Linked DNA regions of Mus musculus: region 1 is linked to region 2. The links are chromatin contacts, called in public promoter capture Hi-C maps. All regions are on one chromosome and are shown on one strand. The core of a region is the stretch at or near the end of the contact, and the rest is flanking DNA. Distances in the headings are between cores, read along the strand shown. Region 1 overlaps Gramd1b (GRAM domain containing 1B). Region 2 holds the start of Clmp (CXADR-like membrane protein).

The links. Promoter capture Hi-C pulls out the DNA fragments that hold promoters and counts their contacts.
Region 1: a contact with region 2 is called in a promoter capture Hi-C map of cranial neural crest. The contact joins the enhancer-like site here to the promoter of Clmp in region 2. A contact is called at or near these places in 4 of 39 promoter capture datasets (the 3T3-L1 cell line, the C10 cell line, cranial neural crest and 1 more) and 2 of 115 datasets of contacts at active chromatin or transcription factors (craniofacial prominence and forebrain).

The regions. Positions count from the first base shown.
Region 1 is chr9:40,437,257-40,441,717 of GRCm38.p6, reverse strand. All of the region lies in intron 1 of Gramd1b (GRAM domain containing 1B), which reads left to right. Gm51668 (a long non-coding RNA gene) reads right to left here. Exons shown (of 3, transcript XR_003948127.1): 3 at 674-3,164. Among named protein-coding and RNA genes, the nearest start is that of Gramd1b, 16 kb to the left of the region's middle. Within about 2 kb of position 2,832, at least 27 of the 459 cell types and tissues checked have an H3K27ac peak or open chromatin away from gene starts, as enhancers often do.
Region 2 is chr9:40,683,635-40,688,061 of GRCm38.p6, reverse strand. It overlaps Clmp (CXADR-like membrane protein), which reads right to left and starts at 2,043. Exons shown (of 7, transcript NM_133733.5): 1 at 1,703-2,043. The coding sequence starts at 1,727.

The sequences.
Region 1 (4,461 bases), core at 1,583-4,082, 250 kb after region 2:
TGAGATGCTGCTTAAAGAGAAAAGGGAGGGATGGAGAGAGGGAGGGAGGGAGACACACACACACACACAGAATGAGAGAGAGAGAGATTGACTATTTATGCTTTGTGTTAGATAGATTCATGAGGTGTTCATTTTGACTGTGAACTGAGATCCAGAGCGCCACATAGCTGGTCAGTGGCTGAGATGATACAGTTCAGATCTTCCGCCACTCGAGTCTGCTGTCCTCTCTTTCTTGGGACTCCACTTGTGTTCATTTCCTTTCTGTTGCTATGATAAAATACCATGACCAAAAGCAATTTAAGAGGGAAAGGGTTTATCTTGCTCTAGGATTCCAGAGGCGAGAGAGTCCACGGTGGCAGAGAAGCCACAGGAACCCTCAGGGACACAGGATCAAGGGCTTGCTCATTACCGTCTCATTCACACAAAGAAAGGAAAGAGTGAGAGCAGGAAGTAGGCTGAGGCTATCAACCCACAGCGTCTCCCTCCATCCACACAGTGATCAATTCCTCTAGCAAGGCTCTGCTCCCAATGGTTTCATAGGTTCTCCAAACAGCGCCACCATTCGGTGACCACGTGTTCAACGATGTGAGACTGGAAGACAGTTCTCCCTCAAACCACCACCACTTTTGCCAGGATGGGATCATTTTGTGAGTCTCCACAGCCCACAGGGGTCGGGCAGCCTCCGTTGACGGGGCGAGGAAGATGAGTTTTTCCTATCATGAGTCCCCAGCATAGAGGCCAACAGGGGCAATATGAAATGGAGATTTTTGGTCCTGTTGATTGGTTGGTTCTCTCTGTGGTCCAGGGCAGGTCATTTAATGTCCTCAGTCTCAGTGAGATTGTAAAAGGGGTCTGTTCAGATGGCTTAGTGGGAGGCCCTTTCCACCAAACCTGGTGACTTAAGTTCTGTGCCCAGACTACAAATAATGGAAGCAGACAACTGACTCCAACTGTTATCCTTTGGCCTCCATGTGTATGTTATAGCTTGTGTGTATGTGTGTGTGCACTAAATAAATGCTAAATCTTAAAGCAGAGATTGGAACAGACAGTATCTTTATTTTTCTCATTTAAAAAAAATGAATGAAATAAAAGCGTTTGTGGCGTTCTGTGGGCCCTGGAGTGTGCTGTTCTGGTTAATGTAAGTGGAAATAGTAGTCTACTGTTGCTTTGAATATTTATAAGCTGCCATTTTTGATCTGTCGGTGAGATCTGGGAAAACTACATGTCAACCTCATTTTCAGAGCACAGCGACTATGCTACCCATCTGCCACTGCAGGATGGCCCGTGTAAGGCTCTGGCTTCTTCTCACTACTTCGCCTTTCTCCCTCTTCTGTCTCACACTTCTCCTTCTCAAGCATGCATACTAACTTCGGTACCATTTATTCATTCCTGGCTTTAATGATTTCTTTCCATAATGACAATCTTAACTCATTTTATAGGGCTATAACAGAATATCTGAGGATGGGTCATTCATAAAGAGAGACATTTGTTTGCTCAGAGTTCTGGAGCCTGAGAAATCCAGGATCTAGCCTTCTGAACTTTGTCCTCTAGAGGAATGCTGCCTCCATACACGGTAGAAGGTAGAGAAGTGAAAGTGGGGGGGAGGCAACAATACCCTGCTTTGATGACATTAATCTTACCCAGAAGGCCAAACCTTCAAGATCTTCTTTTTGCAAAGACCCCACCTCCTAATACTGCCACCATCTCTGTCTCTGTCTCTGTCTCTCTCTTTTTCTCTCTCTGTCCCCCACACACACATACACTTAGCACAGACTTTGAGGGAAACAGACGGTTAAACTATAGCCATGAGTTTCTTCCCTTTATCTAAAAGTCCCTCTGTTTTATAGACGTTTTGACTCATAGCCCCACCAGCTAACTAGGGTTGCCTGTGGGATCTTCTCAGCTTGCCTGTCCATCTCTGAACCCGTCACTTTTCTCTCCACATCACTTCTCCAGTTCTCCATGCTTACACTGGGGATTGCTGCCCTTCATCATCAGGAGATTCCTTACCTTGGCTGAGAAGGTTCCTTAGCTCCGAATTCTCACCACCAGCATCACGTATGGTTTCCACTTTGTCCATCCCAGCCCTTCCCCTTTAACCTGGTCTCAGCAGCAGAATGGGCTGAACTTTCCCTCTCTTTCCTTTTCTGTGTCATGTGTTGCCCTCCCTGACCTCTGTCTCCACCCAAGGTCACATTCAGGCCATCTAATTAGACAGTCTTTAACTTCTGAGTCTTTGTAGACATTCCTTTGGCTGGGATTTCTCTCATGACGCTGTCCAGTTAGACCACTAAGACTGTCTCCTCTGGCATAGTTAGTCCTTCCTCCAGGGTGGATTTCTTCACTCCGGTGTTCCCTATAGGGTGGCTGAAGCATCTTGTGTGAAGTGGGGTTACCTGTTCTCATTATGTCCTTTCCCGGGGTCTGAGCCCTAAAGGCAATTTACTTTATACACCAAAGAAGCCTTTCGCATGGAACAGAGCTGGAGCTTGGTGAATATGGATTTCAGGAATAAAGGATAATGAAATGATGAAAGCAAACAGGAAATTCGATTTTCATGGAATCCGAATGTAAATCATTCTCTAGACAAAGCCTGCTCTCTGAATCGGAATAATTATCCCCATATGCCACTTATGGAAATGTGAGCTGTGCTGTTAGTTTGCTTGTCTGTTAGTTCCCTTTGTTTGGTCTGTATCCTCCAGACACCAGGGATACAGTTCTTTTAAAGGTGGGCTTCACTCAGAGAAACCACGTTTGGTATAGTCAGATGGTAAGTGTCGATAGCTGCCTGGCAAGCAGGATAACAGTAGGGGCAGTATTCTGTCTGCCTTTTGATCCGAGGCCCTGGGTACAATCTTCAGATATCTGTTAGTCCCCCACAACAACCTCCAAGCTGATGAGAGCTTTAAAGGGTATTTATTTTTGGAACCGTGGTTGCCATGGTAACAACACTTCCTATTGTCTTTTGCTTCCGGGTCAGGACATCAGTTGCTCTTCTTTAAGAAAAGAAGGATCTTAGAATAAATGCTTCCTTCCACCATTGCTCATCTCTCAGTTAGTTCACCTGGTGTTTTGGTGTTTATTAGATACATGCTATGTGCCAGTTAGTATTCTTGACATCAGACACTTGAGAAAGCCATCTCCTTTCTCCTCCAGTTGGCATCCTAGGGGATACAAACATAGCCAATTAACAAAACAGTGCTAGTTCTTATCCCTTCGTCTATTTGTTTCTTAGACACTGGAGTTAGAGCCTTGCTCTGCTGCCCAGGCTGACTTCAAATGCATTATCCTTCAGCTTCAACTCCCCGGTGTTGGCTTTACAGGCACAGGCTGTGACCCCTGCTTCTGCCTGTTTGTTTAAAAGCAAGTTGTTTGGGAACATTACCATTATAGGATTAGTTTCTTTCCTAAAATGCAGTACTCAAGAGTTGGAAGAGTCAGAGTCTACCACAAAGAGCAGAGCAGGGGAGGAGGCAGTGACTGACTTGGAAGCTGACTTCTCTCCCATTGATAGTAGGACTTCACCTGATTAACCTAATTTGGTGCGGGCATTCAGAATGCAGACACATTTGTTCCGTTGACTTTGTCCAAGACCTTGGGAGATGGTAGGATTAAGCCGAGTCTGTTGCTGCCGCTGACAGATACCAGAGCACTTGTTGTGCTAGTGTTGGAGCCTCTTGGCCGTCCTTGAGGAGCCAAGAGCCCAAGGGTTGCCAATAAAAATTGCCCTCTGTTACCTAGTGCAATGACAGGGCCGGGAAATGCCATAGAATAGACTTATTGAGCCTCTGCGGAGTGAGAAACCTGGAACTTAGTGCAGGGGAGAAGAATAAAGAGGAAGGAGGAAACTCTGTCAGCTGCTGTTGGGGGCCTCCATTTGGACGGCCAGAGAATGGTACCCATGTGGACATAGGTAAAAGAAGTGTGGACAGTAGCAGATCCTTATAATCTCTTAATCAGAGCAGTACTTTATCCTTTCAGTGTTCTTTACCAGGAAGAGCAGGGGTGGATATCAATGACTCTTGATATCTGCCTGAACATTTACCTCAATAAATGTTCCTCATGACAAGTGTATACCATGATAATCCATTACATCATCGCTCCTACATCTCGTGGGGGAAGATATACTAAGTATGCCCACTCACTCCCTAAGGAATTGAAACTCTCAAACAGACCTGTCGACTTGCAACTAAGTAATGATAGAAAACAGTCTCTTTTTAAAAAGAGGTGGTAGCATGTCTCCTTTACATCTCTTTTTTAGATTTATTTATTCATTTATTTAATGTGTATGAGTGTTTTGACTGCATGTGTGCATGTCTGCCACATGTGTGACTAGTCTATAGGATCAGAAGGGGACACCAGAACCCACTGGAACTAGTTATAAATAGTTGCGAGACACAGTGTGAGTGCTGGGAACTGAAACTGGGTCTTCTACGTGAGCAGTGAGCTCCTTTAATTGTA
Region 2 (4,427 bases), core at 794-3,293:
TGACTTCTGTACACCTTGCTTTCTTCATGTGCAATATGAGTTTAGGCCTACCGGGTATCCAGTAGGGCTGACTCGAAGAGCAGAGGCGTTAATGAACTCATTCACATGAAAGTACTCAGTATAAAAAGGACTCAGAGGCTAGTTGGCTCCAATAAGGTAGTTCTGAGTTTGATTCTACTACACATCTGAGTATTGGTAGCTTAGAGGTGCCTCTGGGAGGCTGACAAAGGTGCCATCTAGCTATGCCAGTTGTGCTGCAACAATTGGCCAATATCTCAAAGAGCTTGGAAAAGAGCCCCTCCCCTTCTCTCCTTGGGCTGTAGCTCTCTCTCTCTCTTTCTATGCCTTAGCAGCTATCAGCCTGGGGGCGGCACACGGGCATGCCAACCAATGTGTAAGTTTTCAGCGACTGTCTACAAGCTGTAGTCACTATGCCAAGTGGCTTTTCAATTCTCCTTCACCTCTGCTGGTTTTTCTGGGTTCCAGCCTCCATCTAATTCATGGAGATACTGGCTCTCAGGCCTGGAAATGCCCGAAAAACGGTCTCATTTTTGGGGGGGGGGGAGCTAAGCAAACAAAGCTCTACATAGGGAGCTGCCCAGAGTCACCTGGCCAGTCAGTTCGGGATCCGCTGGTTACTTCTCTGCCAGCCTCAGGGGGCAACCACGCCTACCCTACTCTGAATGCCTGCTAACTTTGGGGTTTGACTCCAGGTGGACAAGAGCCCTGCTTCTTCACACACACACTTGGACTTTGTTCAGTTGTCTTGCTGCCTTCCAAGGGCCTGGTCCCTCACAGGTTCACAAACCTCCTCCAGCTCTTTCCATGTACCCCTTCTGTGCCCTGGCCCACAAAGCTGCCAGGTCCAGCCCAGGAATGTCAGCCAGCCTGTGTCTTAGGGCACCCCTCCACACCCCCATCCCAGCCTCAGGAGACCCGCCTGGTCCTAAATGAGGACCACCCAGAAGGGCTCTTTCTGCCCCGGAGCCAGGTTCAGGAGGGGCAGAATATGCTTTTCCCTCTGTTGCCTCCTTTGCTGCATTGGTTTCAAGGACTCCAGGCTCCCTTCTCTCAGGCTTGTCTTCACATTCCTGTCCTCCGTTCTCTCTGCTTCTCTGGCTCTTTCTTTCTCTCCTTCCCTGGGTCGCGTTCAGCCTGCATCTTCTGGGGTCACCTGGCTTTTTGGTGCTTCTTTCACCCTGCCCTGTTTCCCTCTATACCCTTCTCTTCTTCCTTCTCTCCTCCCTCTCCCTCCCTCTTCCCCTTCAACACATCTGTTTCTAATCTGAGCGCTCAGAGGCGCCTGTTTGAAACAAAAAGCTCCCCCCACCCTCAAAACCTGGCACAGAAAACCCTGGATGAACCTTCCCTCCCCAGCTCTCCACTTTCCCCTGGTACTCCTGAAACCAAACCACGCGCTTGAAAAGTACCCTCTCCACGAAACGGTTCTCCGCCAAACTCCACCAGGAAACGCCCCCACCCCGTAGCTGGCTGGAGGGCCCAGATGTGTGAGACATTTCGATGGCCGACTGGGCGGTCCTCGGCTGCCAGATGCGCCCCTCGGTGGCGCGGAGGCAGAGACCGAGTGGTTGCCGCACTCCGGGACTGCGGGGACCACGGTGCTGAGGGCGGGTCTCCACCCAAACGCAGGGTGGCGTTTCCCCAGGGCCATCCAAACTCCCGCCCTCCCCAAGGCACTCACCTAGCCAGAGGAAGAAGAGGGACATCCCGATCTCCGGACACGGGCACTTCCCGGCTCAGCGCAGCCTGGCTGCAGGGCGACCGAGCCCAGCCGACGGACCTTCTGTGAGCAGGGCGCGGCGCCTCGGGGTGCGCGCGGGGGGCTGCAGCCATGTGCGGGCGCTGGCCCCGCGCCCGGGTCCCCTGCGCGCTGCGCTCCGGGGGCACCGAGGGCTTCTAGCCCTGGCTCCACCAGCTCGCGCCGGGACGGGGGCCGGGCCCAGGGTTAGGGAGGAGAAGGCGAGGCGGCAAGGAGCTACCGCTTCGTGGAACACTTTTCCCTGTTTGGAAAGAAAACCGACTGGAGAAAGAGGAAAAAAAATGAGCTGGAACCACACGGCTGCCTCCTACCGCAGCCCCTCCCTCCATCCCTCCCCTCGCCCTCCCTTCTCTTCGCTCCCGCCCTCCCTCTCTGCGTTTGGGGTTAGCTGCTGGGGCTGCTTTACCTCCCACCCGGGAGGGAGGGCCGCGGCCCGGGGTGATCGAGGGGGGCGCTCGGTGCCAACTGATGCGGTGCAGGAGAGAATCCGCAGCACTTGGGCCAAGAACCGGTGGATGCGGCCTTTTCAATTCTGTCTTTTTTCTCCTTGATCTCTCTAATCTCTCTGCTCTTTTGTATATTTTTGTCTCTCACAATGCTTTATGCCTCTCTCTCTCTCTCTCTCTCTCTCTCTCTCTCTCTCTCTCTCTCTCTCTCTCCTCCCCCTCCCGAGGATGACTGGGGTGGTGGTAGACAGGGTCGCACTCTGTAGCTCTTTGTTGGTCTGGAAGTCTATGTAGACTAGGCTGGTCTCGAACTCACATAGATATACCTAGTGCTGAGCGCATCACTACACCAGATCTTGTTCCCTTTCTTGCTCTTGTCTCCTCCTTTCTTCCTCTCTCTTCTTGTTTCCCCCAGCCTCTTATTTCTCTTCTCCTTCCAGGTCTGGTTAGGTCGGTATGAAATCACTAGGGGCACCATATAAATAGTTTGTGCAGTACTGGGTTATTAAAACAGTTCTTCAGGCTTCCTTGTTTGGACCCTTTGCGGCTCACATGTGGCCTTTGCATTTGCTATTCATAGTCAAGTGCTGTTAAATCCGCATAGAGCTGAGCCTGCCACTCTCCTAGAGAAGTGGGAATCCAGAGTTCAAGGAAACAGTGATGCCTTAAGCTGAGGCGGGAGGATAGTCAGGAGTTCACATCCACCCTGGGCTATTTAGTGAGTTCCATGACAGCCCGAGCTAAGTGTAACCAGCCTTGCAGGGATAAAGAAGTTAGCGCTAGACACTTGCATCCTTCAGCCTGTCCATCAGACTATTAAAATAATGAATCCCAATAAGCTGGACTCCCCCCCCCCCCGCCCCCAATCTCATGTTGGGAGAAGGAAGAGTCTAATGCCTGGGTCAGCCAGAGAGAAAACTTTTTCCTTGAAAAGAATTTACAATTTGTCAGACCAACTTACTAGAGAGACAGAAGCAGGTGATGGGCAGACCACTTCCTGATTGGGAATCTGTTAGATATGAACTTGGGTTCTACTTAAGCCTTAGTCCAGAACACAGAAGATGGATTGGGGCAGCGGGCCACTGTATCTCTCTCCCTCTTCTCAACGAGGCTGATGAGATTGAATAAATCTCCTTTTTCTGTCCCACGAACACTGCATTGGAGGTGGGCAGAGGGCAAGAGACTGGTGGGCCCCCAGAGGAGAGCCTGGAGCCAGTCGCCCTTGGTGCTTAACCTCCTGTGAGGAAGGACCAGAGAAGAGAAGAGCAGCAGGGGCTGCTCAGGGCTCAAGGGCTCGGAGCTCGTCCTGGCACCTTTCCTGGCACTGCAGAAAAGATCAGTCCTTTGTAGTCCCAGCCTATGGATGTCCCTGGAGGACTGGCTGGGGCTGCTGCCACTCACCTTTAGTCCCACCACCTAGACTGGGGGCTGGGGCCAGAGCCTAATCATAACTCATATGAGCAATTAACAGTCCCCTCAGAGGCTGGCAGGCTGCCCCCCTCCAGCTCCTTTCTGGCTCTCTTAGCCCCTTAGGACTGGCATAGGCCTTCCCAGTTGTACTGAAAGTCAGTCCCATTTCACAGGCGAGAAAAGCAGAGTCTAGGAGAGACTGCACCTCTTACATCGCACCAAAGTGTTGTCAAAAGCCTGAGTTGTTGGGGTTTTAGCATATTAGCTCCAACCCTTCCCCTCCCCCATATTCTTTTCCTTCCCCACATTCTGTCCTGAGAATCCAACCCAGACTCCATGCATGGGCATTCTTATTCTGTTTTAGAGGGAAGGAAACTATCTCTTAGGAGGGTGAAATGTCCTGCTCCAGCTCAGAAATATTAAAATATCTTTCTAAAAACCAAGCATTTAAAAACACTATATTTATATTATAAAATATTTAAAAGCTTTCTTTCGTTCTGGAGTAAATGTGTGTGTGTGTATGCTTGTGTGTTTGTGTGTGTATATGTTCTATATGTGTATGTGCATGTATGTATGTGAGCATGTATGTTTGTGTGTGTAGGTGTTGTGTAGGTGCATGAGTGTATATACGTGTGTGTGTGTGTTCTGCATGTGAATGTGTGAGTACATGTTGAGATGTATGTTTGTGTGTGTATGAGTGTATTTTTGTGTGTGTATATGTTGTATTTGTATGTGTGAGTGTGTGTTTATGTGTATGTGTGTATAAGTGTGTGTGTTTGTGTGTATATGTA